Regions from separate parts of the Mus musculus genome. Here region 2 is linked to region 1. A link is a contact called in public promoter capture Hi-C data. All regions are on one chromosome and are shown on one strand. Each heading gives the region's core, a stretch centred on a gene start, on an enhancer-like site or on the middle of the called end of the contact. The rest is flanking DNA. Distances are from core to core; before and after follow the strand shown. Region 1 overlaps Lpp (LIM domain containing preferred translocation partner in lipoma). Region 2 has its middle 27 kb from the start of Gm31527.

The links. Promoter capture Hi-C pulls out the DNA fragments that hold promoters and counts their contacts.
Region 2: a promoter capture Hi-C map of liver shows a contact between it and region 1, with 4 times the contacts expected there. The contact joins two enhancer-like sites. A contact is called at or near these places in 2 of 39 promoter capture datasets (embryonic stem cells and liver), 7 of 484 Hi-C or Micro-C datasets (B cells, bone marrow-derived macrophages, embryonic stem cells and 3 more) and 2 of 115 datasets of contacts at active chromatin or transcription factors (bone marrow-derived macrophages and embryonic stem cells).

Annotation. Positions count from the first base shown.
Region 1 is chr16:24,875,891-24,881,937 of GRCm38.p6, reverse strand. All of the region lies in intron 9 of Lpp (LIM domain containing preferred translocation partner in lipoma), which reads right to left. Among named protein-coding and RNA genes, the nearest start is that of Gm22672, 5.3 kb to the left of the region's middle. Within about 2 kb of position 2,822, at least 35 of the 459 cell types and tissues checked have an H3K27ac peak or open chromatin away from gene starts, as enhancers often do. A contact at or near this core is called in liver, where this site is marked.
Region 2 is chr16:23,958,794-23,964,352 of GRCm38.p6, reverse strand. No RefSeq gene overlaps it. Among named protein-coding and RNA genes, the nearest start is that of Gm31527, 27 kb to the left of the region's middle. Within about 2 kb of position 1,757, at least 10 of the 459 cell types and tissues checked have an H3K27ac peak or open chromatin away from gene starts, as enhancers often do. A contact at or near this core is called in liver, where this site is marked.

The DNA of each region.
Region 1 (6,047 bases), core at 1,573-4,072:
CCCATAGGAAGCCAACAGCAGAGCCAGGCTCTAAATTGAGGCCCTTGGGGACTCAAAAGTGATACTTTTCAGGCTGTGCATACAATCTCCCAAACGTGTGACATCATATACTAGTATCTCTGTACTAGCAGGTGAAATTTCCTGAGCATATGCAATTTCAATCTATGATGAAAACATTTCTTTGTTAAAAAAAAAAAAAGCCTGGTACATTGCTTAGCTGCTTAGTTTACAAGAACAAGTTAAACTCTTTGCCGTCCAAGCGAGAGGCAAACCTGAGTGAAGAACATAGGTTCCAGGCCCTGTGTGGTCACATCCAGTGTGGACGCACTGTTTTAAACAATGTTGTTAAATAGAATACTCACTCCATGGGAGGGTTCCCATTTTGCATTTTCTCTTAAATGAATATAAAGTAGGAGGAGTAATTTTGATCTAGAAACATATGACCTGTGACCTTAGGCAAGCTACTTCCCTTAATGGAGCCTTATATAATATAGGAATATCATCCTTAGTCTGAGATATCAGAAGGTAGTATGAAAAAGGGTCTCCTCCCCTCTGAATTTCTATATGATATACACATAGACATATACATCTATATATATATATAGTATAAAATATGAATTCTTCTAAGATATATATGGAAATAGAACATATACACAAAACAGTAAAATTTATGTATGTCTCAATGCTGTAAGAAATTACTAGACAGAAACCACTGAATAAGATGCAGGTAGGATGTGAGTAGATGGATTCTGAGGTAAGTACCTTTAAGCACTAGCAATGCCATTTATAATCTCAGTGCAGTGGGTGGATGAATATCAGGCATAGCTCACACAAGCTGATCACCTCAGAACTCAAAGATCCATGGGGATGGAGTCAGCACCTCCGTCCTTTCTCCTCATGCGTCTCTGTAAAATCCTCTCTGCTGAACTGCCATCTGCATCTGATTCCATCTCCAGCACTTGCTTAGCAACACTGAGCTCTCCAAGTGCTGAAGTGACGTCTAGGGAACAGTTATTAATATCCGTATGTATGCACACAGTATGTGAAAATATGCAGGATTCAAAGCGATTAGTGTATTACTTGGAGGTAATGCTTCCCACGGGGACTGAGCTCCTGGAGAAAGCTCCCCCTGCTGTGACTGCCTGCCATACCCACTATCACTCACCGGAACATTTGGGATAAAAATGGTGTCAATTTTAAGGAAACACACTTCTCGATTTCTTTGTTAACATTTGAATAAAACATGAGAAGGCTTCTACTTTCCTCTTCCCCTCCTTCATTCAGAGAAAAAGTCCCTTCACAACCTTACTTTGTGTGTGAGAGGAAATGGTTGTCCTTGGCTACCTTCAGACTGGCAGAACTGCTCAGTTACAAATATTAAAGCCTAAAATCTATTCTAATGAACTCTGGTGAGACTCATATCTTCTAAGCTGCAGACAAATGCTTGGTAAAAGAAAACACGAAGAAACTGTCAGAGTTGATCAGCCTGAAAGAACATTAGAGACATCTGCAGAAGAAAGCATACAATTCTATAGGAGGGGCATGGCTGGGCCAGAAGGAACACTTTCTGGACCACGTGAGACTCTGGGAAAAGGAAAATTTCCTAGGAGTCACAGATGGAGGCTGGTCACATCCTCTCTGCTGTGTGTTCTGTTGCTGTGGTCACCATATGACCAAGAGGCATTTGGGGAGGAGAGGTCTTATCTCACCTTAGAGTTTACAGTGTATCATCAAAGGAAGCCAAGGCAAAAACTCAATACAGGAACTTAATGAAGAGGCTGACTTCAGGCCCATCCTCAGGTACCTTCCTGCAATACCTTCTGTCATCTCAACACAAACTTAGACATGCATTTCTGAGAAGAGGAAATCTCGGTTGAGGGACCCATCTCCATCAGATTTGCCTGTGTGCATATCTATGAGGCATTTTCTTGATTAATGGCTGATGCTAGAGGACCCAGCACACCATGGGCAGTGCCATCCTTGGGCAGGTGGGTCTGGTGTGTATAAGAAAAGGAACTGAGCAAGCTAGTGAAGAGCGTTCCTACATGTTGTTTCTGTTGCAAGTTCCTTTCCTGGCAAGCCAGTAAGCAGCATTCTTCTCTGGTTTTGCTTTAAGCTGTCTGGACTTTGTGTGCTGTGACTAAAAGCATGCACTCCTATGCCTTGCCAGCTACCTTTCTTATACAGCTGAGGCACACTCTTCTTACAGATGGTACATCCTGCAGCCTCCCCCAAAGGAATCGGGAGGTTTTCCTAAGGACTCCTTCAGAGTTTAGTTTTCCAACCCAAGATACATTTTGTAAGATAAGTACATAAACTGAATCAAGGCTGAATCAGGTGTGGAGAAAATCACTTAGTGGACATTTCTGCATAGCCTTTCAAAACATTATGAAAGTGGGAGTGGGTGGGTTGGGGAGCAGGTGGGGGGAGGGTATAGGGGACTCTCGGGATAGCATTTGAAATGTAAATGAAGAAAATATCTAATAAAAAAACAAACTTGGAAATGGCCATATTCTCCTGCTGTCTGTGGAGCATTTCTGAGCAATCACTCTTGTACTGAAGTTGTTCCTTATTTAGGCTATCATATTCAGTAAACACTGCTAATTTTATAAGATGACTAATACCCATGTGCCTAATAACGAGAGAGACAAGTCAAAGGTCCTCCCTTACTGAGCTTATATGAAGCTCAGAAACCACGTAAAGCCATAAAACTAAACAGAAACTAGTAATATTTTCTTGTATCGCTATGTGATCCTATTTGAAGTCCATCTTAAGCAAGAGATACACAGAGGGAGTACAAAGTCAAAGGTCTTTAGTGGCTGTTTGGACCATCAACACAGCTTGGCTCCACCAACATACTACTGAGTTCAAAGTGGAGACAGTTACAACAAATACAGCTTGCTTTATTTCTGAAACAAACTGTGCACATATTTGCGGCCACCCCACTAATTAACCTGGAGATTGCTCCTTTCATCTCCTCCGTGGTTTTCTCCCCCTAGTTACCACATGTTGGGGTTATTTTTTGCCATCTGGGATATATTCAAACTGTTCTCTTATAGGCACCAGAGAGAGGATGGTACAAGTGATTAAGAGACTGAGGAGTCTGACTTTGTAGAAAGATTAAAAGAGCTATATATGTAACACACCGGGGCTGGAGGATGACTAAGGGGTGCCATGATGATGGCTATAAATATCCGCAAGGTGTAAACACTAAGGAATAATTTAGCTTGTGGCAGGTGGTTCAACTAGGAGGGATGGTGCCTCAGAGAAGAGAGATATTTATTAAAGAGTAACTTAGGCACTTCAGAGGTTCCCCATGGGATTTGCTGGAGGGAAACATGAAGAGCAACTTCAAGAACAAGGCAGTGGGAATCGGAGACATGGGCTGGCCAAACTCTTGCTTTTGTAAATCAGTACCTGATCAAGGAAGATGGAGAGGTCTTCCAGCAGTGCTCTGAGGATGGATCCTGAGGACTAGGTGGTCCTACTGTCCACTAAAGCAATAAGGAGAGGGGGCATGAAGGGCAGTGATGAGCCCCTTCGTCTGTCTTGTCTATACCACCACTATCCTTAGGATAGCTTCTGAGGAACTTGCCAACTCCAAAAGATTGTAGAAGAGATTTGCTGAGCTAAAAATCTTGGAACAATATATTAGAGGGTTCTTTTTTTTTAAATTCATGCTTATTCAAAAGATTCTAAACCATTTAGAATAGGTACTAAAGTTATACTTGAATGAACTATTTATTGACCTACTTATGTGGCAGCCTAGCAGAGACAGCAGTAACCTTCATGCATGGCTTGGTAAAAGGCTTTCTCCCTTTTACACATACATGGAATTTCCCAGCTAGCTTTCAAAGCCTGAATCCATTGGCTCCCTGCTACCTTATCAGGATCCTGTGCCCAGCCTCTAAGCCTGCTTTTAGAGGGAATTTCATTCTTATCTGAATCTTGTGGTTTGTCATGTGGCTCCTGAAAGATGTTCCATGTGTTTCATATTGCTTCCCTCTGAGACACTGCTTTCCACATACAACTTTGAACACTGGATTGGTAAAAATTCACAGAGTAATAGAGGAATTCTCATTAAATTTCTAGTAAAATTGAAAATGTTTTAATAGAACAGTTCTTGGGCAAATGGCAACGAATCTTAACATGTAGCTGGAACAGGTAACACAGAATGTGAATATCCACATAAACAAGTGTCAAGTGATTACTGCACAGAGCAGGCATTGGAACTCACCGAGAAGAGAAAGATGAATGGGACCTGGCCTTTGCCTTCTCTAGAGCTCATGGGCACACAGTTGTTACATAACATATAGATCCAATCAGGGCAGATTTAGAAGGGAAAGTGTGGACTCAGGCTTTGAAAACCAAGTGGGGAATTCTGTATTAGGGGAAAGATGGAAGACACACAGTCATGGAGCAAGTGAGAACACTGGCAGTCTGGACCTACTGACCTGTGAGGAGGGAGGAACTAGGCTGCAGCCCTGGGCCCAAGGCAGGGCAAGGAGGGTTTCTACAGAAGACCAACCAATAAAACACTGCCATGTAACAAAGTGGATATATGTCTTAGGCCTTAAACATACATGCCTATATGCATGTTATAATAACACCTCTAGATAAAAGTGGAGGAAGGGCACAGAGGAGCAAAGAGGGTGATAAAAGAGCTCATAAGCCACTGCCTTATCTTTAATCTGCAGGCAAAGACAGAGAAGCTCTGAAAAGTTAAATCTCATCAACTATCACACAACAAATATTGGTATTCTGTCTAAACTACACCCCAACAGTTACCTGGCAAGAGCGAGGTAGTCTGGTTCACTATAAGAGGGGCTGCTTGTCCAATCCTCTTACTCTTGCCTTTCTCCCTTGCCTCTTTCCCCTGCCCCCGTTCCCCCTCTCTCCCCATTCCCTTCCCCCCTCTCTCCATGTAGTCATGGTTGGCCTCTACTTCTCTACTTTCTCCTTTTCTCTGCCTCTACTACCCTCTTAACTCTCTATTGAGTTGCCCTGAATAAACTCTTTTCTACACTATACAGTCCTGTGGCTGGTCTCTCAGGGGTGTGGCTGGTCTCTCAGGGGTGTGGCTGGTCTCTCAGGGGGAAGGGGATGCCTTGGTATGGGCCGGCTAAGGCACCCCCTTCACCCACACCCCACCACACCCCCTTAGAACATATATTAACACCGCTTTATCTTTTTATGATCACAACAACAAATACAAGCAGAGCCAACACTTGCTCATTTGTTACTCAGTGCTAAAATCCATGCTGTCTATTATGCCTGGCTATAAAGTATGGTACCAGCAGTTGGCAGCATGGTTGGGGAAGAGGGGATGATTCCAAAAGTGTTTCAAAATACACAGAATAAAGGAACAGACTAAATGGGCAAAGAGGAAAGAGTGGAGGACAGCTTTCACATTCCCATTGTGGACATAGTTTGTGGGGGACTGTAGAGGTTAATTTAATAAGGGCCCTCACATGTACATTTGTTTATGTGCCTTTACATGAGAGTACATGGTTTTAAATGTGGTGTGTGTGTGTGTGTGTGTGTGTGTGTGTGTGTGTGTGTGTGTGTGTATGTAGAGGTAGAGGTAAGTAGGTAGGTAGGTAGCTACACTTTTGAATATTCATGACCTGTGTAGCTTTGTTGTGCATGGTAGTAGTTCAGTAGTTGTAAGTAAAACATAAAAACTCACCATGAAGAACAATATTGGAGAGAAGAAGCAAGTTTTACATCATCCAGTCCCCAGCAGTATGCAAATACTACCCCAATCGTTAGCAAATGTTAAGGAGAGAAGAGTCACATGCACACACATACTAAACCAAAGACTGGCCTGACCAGATTCAAATAGAAACCTGGTTATCAAAGCTTCTTACATACCCACATGAGGCTACTGCAAGATGGGGATCTGGTTACTTGCCTAATAGATGCACTTATATCTTGTGACTAGATCTCTGTCAGTCTCTTTCAGAAGGAAAGATTTACAGGCACTGAGAGATGTTCAGTAGAGTGGTCAGAACTGCTACAGGTAGGATGCTGCCCCAAGGAAAGCT
Region 2 (5,559 bases), core at 508-3,007, 920 kb after region 1:
GCCTGCTTTGGCACCCGTGGATATTTTACCTCAGAAAACCCCAAGGACCAAGTATGATTGACAGGATCTGAGAACTGGGGAGACAAGTGTGGTTCTGGTAATGGGCCCAGAAGAGAAAGCCTGCGTCCCCTTCCTGTTCCTGGGTGGCAGTGGGGAGGGAACACGTGCCTACTTACTGGTCAGCTCCTGGCAGTGGTGTTGCTGCCGTCTCTGGGCACGTGTTGAGAAGCTAGGGGAGTTGCCCACCCGAAGTCCCAAGAGAGCTTCAGAAAGTCACGCCACCTTCTGCCAACCGCAAGGCCTTGCAGCTCGGGTTTCCTTTGAAAATGACTTTAAAGGACTTGCCAGCTCGAGGCCTCAACTCACCCTGCTCTTTGAAAAGGGGGAAACCGATCCCTCAGCTCCCATAGAAACCTGGCAGAAGAACTTACGGACTAGACAGCTTCAGGAATGACAATTCACGGGCCTGAGGGAAGCTGGCCTCAGGCTCCTTTTGCTCCCGAGAGTCTGTTTTTGTACCATTCCTATTTATGAGGGAGACGGAGGAGCAGACGGGGAGGGTGGCGTTCCGACAAAAGGGAGATCAAAGACTGAGCTACTGCAGTCAGCCGATGATTAATAATAAGTAAAAGGGAAACATCTCTAAACGGAGTTATTAAGAGTATAGCCCACAGCAAAGGGGAGAGAGAATTTTATTACAAAATCATGGAGTGAATGCATTTTCACACACAGACACACACAGACACAGACACACACACAGACAGACAGACACACACACACACACACACACACACACACACAAAGGTGTCTCAAACACTAGGATGTGTTTAAGACTCTCTGCATCATGGAAGTTTTTGAGGGAAAGGTTTACTAGGACCGCAGGTTGAAGTGTGTATTGAGGAAGGTGTATTAGCTTTGGCTTCCGTTCACTTTCTTTTGCTATAATAAAACACAGACCAAATGCAATTTGGGGAAGAAAGGGTTTATTGGGCTTACATTTCCTAACCACAGTCCACCACAGAAGGAAGTCGGGGCAGGAACTCAAGGCAGGAACCTGGTGCCAGGAACTGAAGCAGAGACCATGGAGGATCGCTGCTTGCTTGTGCACTGTGGCTTGCTCAGCTTCCGATCCAATCCTGGTCCATCTGCTCAGGACCCTCCCACATCAATTGTAAATCAGGAAACTGCCCCCCAGAAACTGTCAACAGGCCAGTCTGTGGCAGCATTCTCTCAGCTGAGGGTCCTACTTCCCAGATGACTCTAGCTAGAGTAGAGGTAGCACAGGTTTTGTTTGTCAGAACTCCCGTCTCAGCAAAGAAGGGTTGAAGTCTTTAAGCTCACAGTTTTGATGTCTTTAAGGTCACAACTTCAGGTGTTCCTGTCCATTGTCCTTGGCTCTGCTAACTCAACTTGTGATGAGACAGAATATCATGACAGACAGGAAGCAAAGAGAGAGAAAGAAGATGACACTGTCTCAAGGGCATGTGCTGAGTGACCTATCTCCTCCATATAGGTCTCACCTTCTAAAGTTTCCAGAACCTTCTAGAATAGTGCTACCACCTGAGGACAAGCATTTTAAAACAATTGCTTTTGGAGGGCTTGGGAGCTTGACTCTATACCTAAGCCACAGCAGCAGGCCTGTAGACCGGGTGAGTCCACACAAGCAGAGCTGTTAAGGAGCTGAAAGTGGCAGAGTGGCAAGAACTCTCTCATTAAGTGACTCTTCTGACCTGTGAGGTGACTGAAGGAGACAGTCTGCTGCCATCTAGTGTCTGGGCAAGTGTAGAGACCAGGCTCTACCTAACCCCAACCCCAGGAAGGTACAGGGGTGTGTTCTGATTTAGTAATGATGAAATGAATAGGGCCTGCCTAGGGTCACACAGCTGAGTGTCATACGCCACACCTAACCCTTTGTAGAATTTACAGTTCAGTCAATGCTTAGGACCTAGGCTTCTTATTTTAATTTCTTTGCCTCACTCACGGTAGTGATTGATAACAAATTGTCTCGCATTCTTCCAGATGCATACTCAGGAAAGCATTAAGAAGATGGACCCCGGAAAAAGAAACAGGGGAAAGCTGACCCCTGGGTGGCAGTCAGGCCACGTCAGTGGCAGATCCCCAGAGCCAGGCTCTTAAAATAAGATGATCTTCCAACACTGGGTTCTGTGGAGCCTGCTATCATCTGGAGGCTTCTGGACTTACATTTCTATGATACCCAATATCTCCTACACCTAGTTGCAATAGGGTACCTGTGCCCTGGACTTTCTCCTTACATGGGTTAGTTTGTGTGGGTTCCTATTTCTCGGAACAAGAGCGCAGTTTATGCTGACAGCCACATTTTATACATATTTATATTTCATAGTTTATGAAAATGACACACACACGCACACATATGGGTCATTTACTAATCTCTGAAGTGGCAAAGGGAAAAGTATCTATAGTCAAACTAATAGTTGAGATGATTGAAAGTTGTTAAGTATTCACACTGCTTCTTCTTTTGGCTAAATTCAAGTGTGAAATTGTTAAGGAATGACGCTTTTGCAGTGCTTCCCTAGAAGGTAGGAAATCAAAACACGTTTGTTTATAGCAACTTGATCATTTTGCATTACTGGCTACAAGGAACAACATCACCAGGGTCTACAGAGGTAGCTCAGCAGAGAAAGCTCACGACTCTTCCAGAAGACCTGAGTTCAGTTATCAGCACCCATATGCGGCAGCTCACAACAGTCAGTAACTCCAGCTCCAGGGGTTAAAAGGTAAAGAAAGAGTACTATGAAAGGACTGCAGACTTTGGAGACGATTTTACAATAGTTACCAGTTTCACTGTTAATTATGGTACTACAATAAAATGCGGCCCGGTCTATACACTGCATTTCACAGTAGACGGTTTTTCTGATGATAGCTTTGTGACTTTCATAAAGGATACACACTTTTTACTATTGCTTTCCCACACTCATAATCTTTGGAGTAAAATTCAATTTAGTGTTAAGCTAAAGCAAAACTTGTAACTGGTTATAATTAATAAAACAGGTACTGCTGTTGGAAGTTGTGTGTGTGTGTATGTGTGTGTGTGTGTGGACCTACGTGTGGGAACCCATGTTTACATAAGTGGAGGCCATATGGTTTATCTTCCTCAGTCTTTTCTCACATCATTTATTGTGGCAAGGTCTCTCATTTGAATCCAGGGCTCCCTGATTTGGTCAGTCTACCAAGCCAGCTGGTCCTTGGGGACCCCCAATATCCACCTTCCAAGTGACAGGGTTATAGGCAGCTGCCAAAGCAAACCAACATTTCTGTGGTTTCTGGAGACTGGAACTGGCTTTGCCAACCTCGAAAAGCAACTAAGCCATCTCCTTGGCTGCATGTCTAAACTTCTTAATGAATGGTGGCTGACAGTTCTTGGATTCCTCCAAGGAAAAACACAAACCTTGGTTTACCAAAAATACCGTGACCAATAGAGAAGACCAACTTCCTCTAATCCCTAAAGAGGAGAAAGAGGGATTCTATCCTGCCAGGGTCATGAGACACAATACAACCAGTGTAGTGTTAAGGGGCACTTACATTGAAAGGGGAGAGTACGTCCGTGGGCACTAGGAAAGCAGGCATCTACGTAGAGGTACGTCAAGTCAGAAAAGGCTTGGAGTCTCAGATGGAAACTTGAGATGTACCTTAGTACCCACCTTTGGCAACTGACCACCCTAGATGAATGGTTGCTTAGGACATTTAACACACAAGAGAGACCTGAAGATAGTCTATGTAGCCCAGGCCTGTCTCAAACTCACTGCATACTCAAGCTGTCCTTGAACTTGCTGTCATCTTGTCTCAGCCTCCCCATGGCTGAGATTCTAAGTGTGTGACATCATAAAGAGTGTGACATCATACAAAGTGTGTGACATCATACAAAGTGCGTGACATCATGCAAAGTGTGTGACATATAAATTGTGTGACATCATACAAAGCTGCTGTCTTTATATCCTAAGCAGGCAGGTTTGGTTAGGTAGCAAGCACATACAGAGTCAGAATCATTGACGATGGTAAATGAGACTCTTTAGGGACTATAATAATTTCACATAGTCAAGAAAACCAAACCAAGAACAGGAAGACATCACATCAAGTGTCACTGCAAGAACTTTGATCAGAGAGATCACTTAATTCCAGAGTATGAACCAGGCCCTCAGAACATTTTCAGTTAAGTTTGAAAACTATAACATGAACAATGTAGAAAAAAATACCAAAAGGCATTAAAATGATTGCCAATAAATGATGATCGTAGGAATCCTGGGGCCTTGAGAAGGACATAGGTGGAATGACACATCACTCTCTCAGGACACTCACTATGTGGTGGCCAGCTTTGCTGAGCAGTTAAGCCAGAGATCAGTATCCTGAAGGTTTCAAGAGCCCCGGGCTTCTCCATGGAATGGCCTCATCTGTTTGGAAAGAGCTATCTTGCTCAATGTCACCATCTCTGAAGTTTGTCCAGGCTGCTGTATCAAAGTAAGACAATCTGAAGGGCTTCGTGCAAGTCCTGGAGGCTGGCTTTCTGAGACCAGATGCCAGCAGGGTGGATTCTCCTGAGTTGTGTGAGAGTCTGTTCCAAGCTTCACTTATAGCCTCTGATGGCTGTCTGACCATCTTTGATTCTCTTCTGGCTTATGAAAACATCGTCTTTGTCTCTCTCTTTTTCTCATGTGTACATGTGCACGTGCACACTCTCGTGTACATGTGTAACCAACCTCTTTATACCACACTAACCAAAAAGCTTCCGCAAAGGGTTAGTGCCTGGATTATATATGAGGTTCAAGCTGCTCAGTAGTGAGAAACAATTAGAGTCAAAATCGATGCAGGAGCTGGTGAGACAGCTCAGTGAGTGAAGGCATTTGCCACACGAGCCTGGCGACCTGAGTTTCATCCCAGGAATTAATTTAAAGATGAAGGGAGAGAACCCAGTCCACAGAGCTGTGCTCTGATCGTTACAGGCACACTGTGGCCTATGTGCCTGCAAACACAGATATGCTGCTGCTGCTGCTGCTGCTGCTGCTGCTACTGCATGGATGATGGTGACAGTGGTGGTGGTGGTGATGGTGATATAAAAATGGTATAAATGGGCTGGAGAGAGATGGCTCAGCAGTTAAGAGCACTGACTGCTCTTCCAGAGGTCCTGAGTTCAATTTCCAGCAACCACATGATGGCACAGAGCTATCTGTAATGGGATCTGTTGCCCTCTTCTGGTTTGTCTGAAGATAGCTACAGAGTACTTATATAAATAAAACAAATGAATATATTTCTAAAAATTTTATAAACATGAATGGACATTTATCCAGACATTTAAATGGTCAAGGGAAATATGAAAGAAGCTCTCAGTTCTGTCACTCATCAGGGAAATGCAATTAGCATCACAGTGAGCTTTTACTTTACTAGAACAGTTGTTACCAAAGGGGCAAGTACTAGGAGAAAGGGGAACTCTACACACTATTCTTGGTAATGTAAATTAGTAATGCCATTATGGAAAGCAGTACGAAAGTTCCTCAAAAATTAGAAACACAAGTTAGCGGATGATCT